Linked DNA regions of Cricetulus griseus: region 2 is linked to region 1. A link is a contact called in public Micro-C data. All regions are on one chromosome and are shown on one strand. Each heading gives the region's core, a stretch centred on a gene start, on an enhancer-like site or on the middle of the called end of the contact. The rest is flanking DNA. Distances are from core to core; before and after follow the strand shown. Region 1 overlaps Fggy (FGGY carbohydrate kinase domain-containing protein). Region 2 holds the start of LOC113834001 (transcription factor AP-1).

Region 1 (4,440 bases), core at 1,554-4,053:
AGGCCCAGTATTATTGGCATTTTGCCAACAATGGCAAACTGCAAACAGTCATTCCTCTGGGTCCCAGGAAGCAGTGAAGCCTGGGTAAGAATGCAGATGCCCCTCACTAGGGTTGGCTCACTGTAGAATGCGCTTCTGCACATTTTCCCTGGGAACACTGAGTGTATGTTGACCTCACTGAACTAGGAGCTTCTGAGTAAAATTCCAACTTAATCAATTCTATCCAGTCCTTAGAGCTGGATAAACATATAAGCTGGAGCCGAAACTCGACAGGTGTGGCATGAAACAGGCTAAAAATGGAAGCACTTATGGCTACCTGCAGAGCACCAACCATTTCGGAGAGCAGTGCTACTGTGGATGGATTCAGCAACCACTCCAGTTCACCTCAGCACCAGCTCTCCACTTTCATTATGATTCTCAGAGAAGTCCCATCTTTAGTGTCTGCCAATCACCGGGTGACTCTGGTTGTGATCTGGACCAAGAGGTCCTCCTCCATTTCCTCATCTTTACACTGTAAGGACCAGGTACAGGGTTTGGGTTTTCAAACATGTCAAGCAATGGAACCTCATATATATATATATATATATATATATATATATATATATATATATCAGAGAGAATGTATGGGACATCTCCCACTCACCCATCACTCCTTTTCTTCTATAGTGCAGACAGCCCTGGAGGGTCCCTGATGACTATGTGGGCTGAGCTATATTTCTTTAAAGGAAATAATGAGTGATGGTACCTAAATATACAATCATAAAATAATTCCAGCATAGCCTAGCAATTAAGAAAGGTACACTGGAGAATTATCACTGTGGGTCTGTGTGCCTTCAGAGCTGGCAAACTGTCTCTCAGATAGGGAGGTGCATCAGTTTATCCTGATAGTATCTGGCGACTTGTGACAGACACTCTGACAGCCTTCACCAGTAGAATTCTTCCCAGGATGCTCTTGGAGGCTGGCCTTTATCTGGGACTCTGACCTTGGGCTTCACCAGCAGAGGAGACAGTCTTCTGGGAAGAGCCAGGGAACTAGTCCTCCCTTCCATACCCCTGCCCCAACCTTTGCTGTTTGTTAAGAGGGAGGTTGTTTAAACTCTATTTGTGCATTAACAGTGTCAGTTCAATTCCTTCTTTGCACTTAAAGCTTTGAGATAATCACACCCCCACCCAGTGCTGGAATATCCTTTAAGGTTTAATCCTGTCCTTGTCATTAGATTGATGGAGTCAGTGGTAGATGCTCCATTTCCTTCATTTTTGTCCTTGATAAAGACCCTTTGTGTAAAATCTCCAAGAGTAAGGATTTTGCTTAAGCCATTTCCCTATCTCCAGTGTCTAACACAGCCAGACACAGAGATACTGTTTGAGAAATCTTTTTCATTCATTAAGCAAGCACCCCCTAGGTATTTGGATAAGCAAAATCCTTGTGACATCTACAACTGAGTGAACAAGATGATGAAACAATGAGTGTAAATATATATTGTAGCTTGGGTCAAGAGTTATAGAGGAAAAGAACAGGTTTAATGGAAGAACCAATTAGAATGATTGATAGCTGGATGAATATAAATGACTTTGAGTCCTGACTCTGTCTCATCCCATCTCTGAAAATGATACTCATCACTATTATGTTCATTGTCACAACTGTTACTCCTGTTTCTTATGTATACATCACATTCTAAATTTTACGTGAGTGCCTTCACACTGATTATATAAATTTCAAAACCTAGCCCTGCCTGTTAGGCCTCCTTATTCCAAATGAAACAAACAAGGTTCAGGGAACATACTTAAGTTGTTCACAACGAGAGAACTGGTAGGTGTCAGAGATGATTCTTGAACCAAAGCTGGTCAGGCAGCCTTCTCTTCTGAGAAAAGGGAGCATCTCCTGAACATCCAAGCTGGATCCGAGTGTGAGAAGCCCTGAATCATAACATGTGGTAAGCACCTCATTCCGTTAGGTTAAAGGGCAAAACAAAAACAACCAAAACCAAGTTGCTGGAGAGTATGTAGGAAAAGAAGGAAAATATTTTTGCACTGGCCATCTGGTGGTAGCCTTCCAGCAGTAATAAGCCATCACCATGGCAATAGGAGATAATTAATGTTGGATGTTGAATCACTTTAAAAAGCTACATCAACAGAATACCAAGCTGATGCTGTAAACCTCTCTGCCACAGCTGGTCTGATCATGCTAGAGGCATGTTAGAGAGACCCATCTTAGAGGGTGGGACAGACTTGAGCTTGGCATCGACTTAGGCTTAGCCCTAACTGTACCCTATGAGCTATGTTGCCTTGAGCAAGTCAACTGATAAACGTGAGACGTAGTCATTAAGTCAGTATTACTGTAAAAGCTTTGTGGAAGTCCATTCAAAACTCTGTGAAATAGAGAAGTGATGTTTTGTTAGCATTGTCAGGAGGTTTAATATAATGAGGGATAAGGATGTGCTTAATAAACTGTACTGCTGGTGTTGTTAACATTATCCAGCCAGGTTTGGAAGAACTCACACTGGAGCCAGGTATACCAGACTGCTCTCTGTGCTTCAGCTTAGTAAAAAGGCCAGAGCCTTTCCCAGCAATGTTTCCTATTACAAATCTGCAAAATGCTCTGCCTGTTTTACACAGTTTGGGCCTTATTCATTCTCTCTGCACTTCAGTTTGCCCCGTGGAAAATGGCGATGACACCAACACACTCTCAGTAGGGTGGGAGGTGAGGCTTAAATAAATGAGTCCAGGAAGAGCACTGAAAGGCTGGCTGCTCTGGCAGACTGCCACCAGTGTTAACAGCAGTGATGGCCAAAGGGGAAGAAGGAGGAAGAGCACTTGAAATGACATGTGTATGTCAAAACTCAGCAGCTCTGGAGGGACTGATGGGGTATTCACAGTCACCAGATGTTTCAGCCCTTTTAGAATGCTCAGATCATTCACATGCCCTTTTACTGTGGGAGGTGTCATGTCTTCAATGTCTTTTGGTTTTGGGGGGGGCATTTGTGGGCCTACCCTTATCTCTATGCTGTTTTTGGTGGGAAAAGAGAACTAGAGCAAAGAATTGATAGAAACAGGAGGAAATTTTACTAAAAAACAAATAACAAACAAAATCCAAGTTCTTCACAGGTTGTGTTTTCCCAGTGTGCACTGATAAACATGAAAAGATAGCGCTTGGAAATCCCATATGGGAAATCCTCAAGTTAACTAGATGTCTTCATAGCAAGATTCCATCGAGGCTTTAATATATAAATATTCTTTTGAGTCTCCTGAATTGGGCAGGTATGCAGGTAGAATGGTCCCCTCCCCCTGGTTTCTTTTTTCAAGACAGGTTTTCTTTGTAGTTTTGGAGGCTGTCTTGGAACTCGCTCAGTAAAATAGGCTACCCTGGAACTCCCAGAGATCTACCTGTCTCTGCCTCCCAAGTGCTGAGATTAAAGACATTCACCACCATTGCCCAGTCCCCCAATTTTTTAACCAAGGAATTGGCATTTTGCTAATGTTTCCTAAGGACAAAAGTGATAGATTAAAGTCTCTTTATTCAAGAAAACACCAGGGCAAAACGCAGGCCGGAGCGAGGTTACAGGAACCCAGCAAGCGCGACCAGAACAAAAAGGGCTCGGGTCTCCACAAGCCATCTTTAAGAAGCCTCCCTTATGTCACCTTGGCTTTCCTACACCACGCCCTTATAGGCGAGTCCCGGGTCCACCTGGTACCTGTCCCAGGGCGGGGCTAGGGTGTCTCCCTACACCAAAGAATGGTAGATGCTGTGTAAACCAGTGGTAAGGTTCTCAAGCATGATAATCAGTACCATAAAAGGAACCTGAAGATTCCTACCAATCCTCCCAACTTATGTGTCTACTTAAATAAAAGAACAACAGTAACTAGGTGCTGGATGGTAGAGAAACAATAACAGGCAAGGCTGAGACAGTCCCTACCCTGGATCCAGCTTGGGTCAGGTACTAAATTCCTTGTACTGGTATTGAGCAACAGAAATGCAGTAAAATAGGAAAAAGTGACATCAGCCAGAATGTATAAAGCATAGCTGGCTCTCAGGGCACTTTCCAGCACTATCATCTGATTCTTTGCTAGTCATTTCTTTCCTGAAAAATACAAATAGCTGGAATCACACCTGAGTTTTTATGAGTATCTTTGCTCAAAATGAGAACATGTTTTAAGGGAAAAGGTACTTTTAGTCAGAATTTTGAAAGATAGCCCTATCCCCATGAATTCAGGTAACACCTAGGTATGGAAACGATTGTGAAAATGGTATGTAAATTACCAAAGTTTTGTGAAATAATAAGATAATATGTGTGAAAATACCTCCTTGCATAGAAGGCCCCAGTAAACGCTTCCTTCCTTCCAGATTCACATGGCAAGCAGGTGGCAGAACCTGGCCTAAACATCATGGCCTCCAACACCCACCCCAATGCTCCTTCAAGGGTCCCCCACTTGAGAGCCTCC
Region 2 (4,902 bases), core at 1,040-3,539, 780 kb before region 1:
AAGGCAAGGCGCGCCACGTCCTTCCCACTCCAGCACACTGGGGGCGCCGTCAGGACGCAACCCAGTCCATCTCGTGTACCCTTGGCTTCGGTACTCGGGCACTTTTTTTTTTCTTTCGCAACCAGTCAAGTTCTCAAGTCTGTCTTTGTTATATTTTTTTTCTTCCATTGCCCCTCAGCCCTGACACTCTGTCCTCAAAACGTTTGCAACTGCTGCGTTAGCATGAGTTGGCACCCACTGTTAACGTGGTTCATGACTTTCTGTTTAAGCTGTGCCACCTGTTCCCTGAGCATGTTGGCCGTGGACGCCAGCTCCGAGTTTTGCGCTTTCAAGGTTTTCACTTTTTCCTCTAGCCGGGCGATCCTCTCCAGCTTCCTTTTCCGGCACTTGGAGGCGGCGATGCGGTTCCTCATGCGCTTCCTCTCCGCCTTGATCCGCTCCTGAGACTCCATGTCGATGGGGGACAGGGGCGGGGTCTCTCCCGGCATCTCGGGCACGGTCTGGGGCTCTTCCTTCAGGGCCTGCAGCCGCGGGTGCTGCACCGGGATCTGTTGGGGCAAGTGGTGCGGCGGCTGAGGCGGCTGCTGCTGCTGCTGGGGCTGCGACGGAAAGGCCAGCCCGGCCGCGCCGTAGGAGGGCGCCCCGCCGCCGCTGCTCAGCGCACCCGGGTTGAAGTTGCTGAGGTTGGCGTAGACCGGAGGCTCGCTGTGTAGGCTGGCGCTGTAGCCGCCGCCGCCGCTGGCGCCGGCTACCGAAGCCACCGCGGGAGCCACCATGCCCGCACCGCTGACCGGCTGTGCCGCCGACGTGACGCTGGGCAGCGTGTTCTGGCTATGCAGTTCGGCCAGGGCGCGCACGAAGCCCTCGGCGAAACCCTCCTGCTCGTCGGTCACGTTCTTGGGGCACAAGAACTGGGTGGGGGTCGGCGTGGTGGTGATGTGCCCATTGCTGGACTGGATGATCAGGCGCTCCAGCTCGGGCGACGCCAGCTTGAGCAACCCAACGTCGGGCGACGTGAGGAGGTCCGAGTTCTTGGCGCGGAGATGCGGCTTCAGGTTGCCCACCGGGTCGGCCAGGTTCAAGGTCATGCTCTGTTTCAGGATCTTGGGGTTACTGTAGCCGTAGGCGCCGCTCTCGGACTGGAGGAACGAGGCGTTGAGGGCATCGTCGTAGAAGGTCGTTTCCATCTTTGCAGTCATAGAACGGTCGGTCAGTTCACGCGGGGTTCGTCTGGGCTGCGCGCTGAAGTTTCGGGGCCGCAACAGCGCGCTGGGAAGCGGGGGACACCCGCGCGTCCCTGCGTCTGTGACAAGTAAAGTTTGTCTAAGAGCGCGCGCTCCGGTCGGCAGTGCTCCCCCCCTGCGCCCTCCTCCCCAGCTCGCTCCAGGGAGCGCAGGGTTAAGGTACCGCCTTCACTCACGTTGGTCGGCTCCCGCGCGCTGCCGGGCTTTGAAAAGTCGCGGTCACTCGCGGAGCGCTCTCGGGTAGTAGCAGTTCCTCGGAGACCGCAGACCAGCTCCAGCGACAGCAGCTCTCCGGCGGCGCTGACCAGTCGTCACGGAACTGTCGGTGGAAGCCCGCGATCGGGCTCCGCCGCCCGGACTCCGACAACTGTCCCCTCCTCCGCTGTGAGGGGGAGGGGGACGCTCGGCGGCCGCGGCTAGCGCTCGCCCAACTTCAGCCGCCTGTGCGAGCGGGGCTGAGTGTGGGTTCTTCCTCTTCTCCCCTTTCTTTACGGTCTCGGGGGCAGCCTAAGGCGCTGAAAAGGTTTGCAAAAGTTCGCTCCGGGCCACTTGTTCCCGGTCTTCTGGGTCAGGAAAGTTGGTGGTCGGCGTAGCCGCTCGCCTATTTCCTCGCTCGGGCAGGCACCGCTCTCGATGCTGTCAGCAGCGCAGGGACTTGCGAGCTGCTTCTCCGGGGAAGGCGGGAGAAGGGACTCTCCAAGTGCTCCCCAAAACACCGGTGCTGGAGCCGCGGGCGCTGGGTCCAGGTAGTCGGTGAGAAAATGAAGACAAACAGATGAGCAGCCCGGAGTCCGCGGCCGTCCAGATTGGCCGAGAACGTCCGTCCTTCCTTCCGTCCGTCCCGCTCTCTCTCTCTGCCTCTCTGTCTGAGCGCGTTCCTGCCAGGACGTCTCTGCCACACTCAGTGCAACTCTGAGTCCTTCTTATCCAGCCTGAGCTCAACACTTATCTGCTACCAGTCAACCCCTAAAAATAGCCCATGATGTCACCCCAAGGCCTTCCCATTGGCCTGCGTCGCTCTCAGGGGGGCGGGCCCGCCTGTCGCCATGGAGACCTCACCCCAGAAGATTCTTCTCTGGGCCCGCGAAGGCTCACGGGATGAGGTAATGCTCCGCTGCGCTCCTACAGTTGGGCCCTTCTTTCTCCTCCTCCCTCCCCCTCCCGCGCGGCGCTCAGGCTTGTGTTCCCGGGTTCCCTCCCCGGCGCGTCTTTCCCGGCCCGCCCGGTGCATTGTGGGCTGACGTCTTGGTTTGGCTGTCTAGTGACGGAGGCTGCCGGGTCGGCTGGACCCTTGCGGCGTCTGTCGGAGGCGGGCTCAAGTTCAGGGTTGGGGACGGGGATCGAGACACCGGCATCCAGAAAGCTGGGGAGGCTCGCTAGTGGCCCCGGGCGGAAGGCCTGGGTGGGGAGTGGAGGTGGCGCGCGCGCACGCACGCACACACAAGCACACACACACACGCACACACACGCACACACGTGAAGGGGCTGAGCGACCTGAGCTCCAGCAGGCTCTGCACCCCCACACTTCCGGGAGGCAGCGGCGCGGGTGAAGATGGTTGTGTGCGCCCCGGGTGCGGGAGCGAGAAAGTGTGTTGAAGTTGAACGGGCTTGAGTGTCCCTCCCACGTTGAGCACGCGTGGAAGTTTATCTCTTGGTTAAGTTCCAGAGGAGGATCTGTGCCGCTGTGTGCTCTACCTGGAAGCTAGAGATTTGCGGTACTAAGAACCGACTCGTCAGGGTCCTCGGCACAACACTTCACCCTCTGGAGACATGCGGGGAGGGGCTCGCTTTGCCTCAGAGGGACGCGCTTTCTAGACGTGAAATAAAGGGGCGACCCCAGCATCCATGGGGGTCAAAATCAACATTTAAGGGTTCAAAACTCAGGAAACCCCAGCGATCGCCTTTGCCCGGGCGCGTCTCGCGCATACGCAACCCGCGCCCGCCCTACCCCCCACCCCCCAGCTCCTGATTTGCTTCTGGGAAAACAAGTCTTGAGAGCCGCCGCCGACTCGCCCGAAAGTCACGCTGCCTAAGCGGGAGTCCCTGGTAGAAGCAGGCTAAAGTCTCCCCTCCCCGCCCGCTGGTGGATTCATATCCTGTGTGGCCTCTAGGAAGCGCTAGACACATGTAAGTGGTTTTTGTCCTAGGGTTCTGCTATCCGACCTCCATTCTCCACCACTTAGGACTAAAGAGGTGGCAAGCTCGGTTCTCTCATGGCCTAACTGCAATCTCGGAACTTCTCTGAGCTTTATTGGCCTCATCTGCAAGTAGAGCGGATGAGGTCCACCGTACCGGGCTGCCAGGCGTTAGTATTACCTTCCTTGATGCCGGTACTAGAAGCTGGTCAACTCACTGTCCCCTTCCCTGCCGGCCTCGGCATTCCCCCTGGGCCTTCCCGCCGTACCAGGCTACAGGGCTGTGATTTGGCAGGAACTGGTGAGCAAGGTAGCAAAGGGCTGTTAGCCAGCTCTTCCCCAAGCCTCCTTACAGCCCAGGACTTGAGGTTTGGAGTTGGACCTTAAGTCCGGAGGTTCTAATTCGGATTTTGCTGCCTCAGAACTCAGCCCAGGGTTTGTATCCTGGAGCCCTAAGATATTTTGCCTTGAGAATTCAGAACCCAATAGCAGCTGGTATCGGTGGGAAACTGGCCAGCTCTTTTTCACTCCGTGTGCTCACTTTGCTTTCACTCAGGCTGCAGAGGGTAACTAACTGGTTGCTGCCAGCCAAGCACTGACCTTTGTGGGGGCAGGGTAGGGCAAGGTTTCTGTGAAGTCCAGATCCATTTACTTCTCCCAAAGAGAGAACGAGTTCCCCTAATCGTTTTTGTCAAGGAGCTCATATTCTCCATGATTTATGACAACAGTAATAAAAATAAGTTTTATCCATTAAACACCCACTATCTACCAGTTAGTCCAAGCAGTTTAAGTATGCTGTTTTTTCCCCACAACCATCTTGAGAGGCATACATTTTTACCTCGACTTTACACAGGAGGAAATAATTCCAGAAAGTACATGTATCTTGTTTGGGCTACACGGACGGCTGGAAAGTGACCTTAAATCTGTGTTACATTCCTTTGTATTTTCTCCACTCTGGCAAACTTTCCCTCACAGCCTTGGTTATCTGCTTGGGAAGTGGTGCTGATGCCATAGAAGTTGCTCTCTTGTTTCTGTATTTAGAAACTCCCAGGCTTAGTCTGCCTCCTGTTGCTTAGGAGGCTAATTTTCTACTTAGGTTAAGAAATAGTACATTTCATTCAAGGCGAAAAGGATGTACTCTTGTCAATGCCTCTGCTTGCCAGCCGCAGTGAACTTCCTCTTTGCCTGGGAGAAGGGGTTTTTCAGCCAATGCTCTCTAGTCTCATCTCACTGGAAGCTCAGTTGGGAAGGGCTGGGCTATGCTACCCTAAACCCATCATCCCAGAGGCTCAGTCAGTGTGTTATTGTTTCTTGCTCCCTCCCACTGCTTGCCCATTGTGACTGAGCAGGGAACTCTGTCCACTGTCCTGCTTCTCACTGGTTGTGACTGAAGTGGGAACTCAGCAAAGCTCTGACTGGCTCTCAGTGTATCCACCTGGAAGTGGCACCTTTCTTTCTCATATGCCACTGGCCAAAGTCAGTCACAGGGCCATACCTGAGACTGAGGGTCTGAAAGGGGTCCT

The links. Hi-C and Micro-C count contacts between places; a contact is called where the count stands out from the background.
Region 2: a Micro-C map of the CHO-K1 cell line shows a contact between it and region 1, with 2.6 times the contacts expected there. The contact joins the promoter of LOC113834001 here to the enhancer-like site in region 1. A contact is called at or near these places in 3 of 8 Hi-C or Micro-C datasets (the CHO-K1 cell line, fibroblasts and liver).

The regions. Positions count from the first base shown.
Region 1 is chr2:53,029,619-53,034,058 of CriGri-PICRH-1.0, reverse strand. The region is part of intron 14 of Fggy (FGGY carbohydrate kinase domain-containing protein); the gene reads left to right. Among named protein-coding and RNA genes, the nearest start is that of Hook1, 96 kb to the right of the region's middle. Within about 2 kb of position 2,803, at least 1 of the 6 cell types and tissues checked has open chromatin away from gene starts, as enhancers often do.
Region 2 is chr2:53,809,803-53,814,704 of CriGri-PICRH-1.0, reverse strand. It overlaps LOC113834001 (transcription factor AP-1), which reads right to left and starts at 2,289. Exons shown (of 2, transcript XM_027400431.2): 1 at 1,421-2,289; 2 at 1-1,303. The coding sequence starts at 1,199. The coding sequence ends at 195. LOC103159410 (a long non-coding RNA gene) reads left to right here and starts at 2,480. Exons shown (of 2, transcript XR_003482237.2): 1 at 2,480-3,371.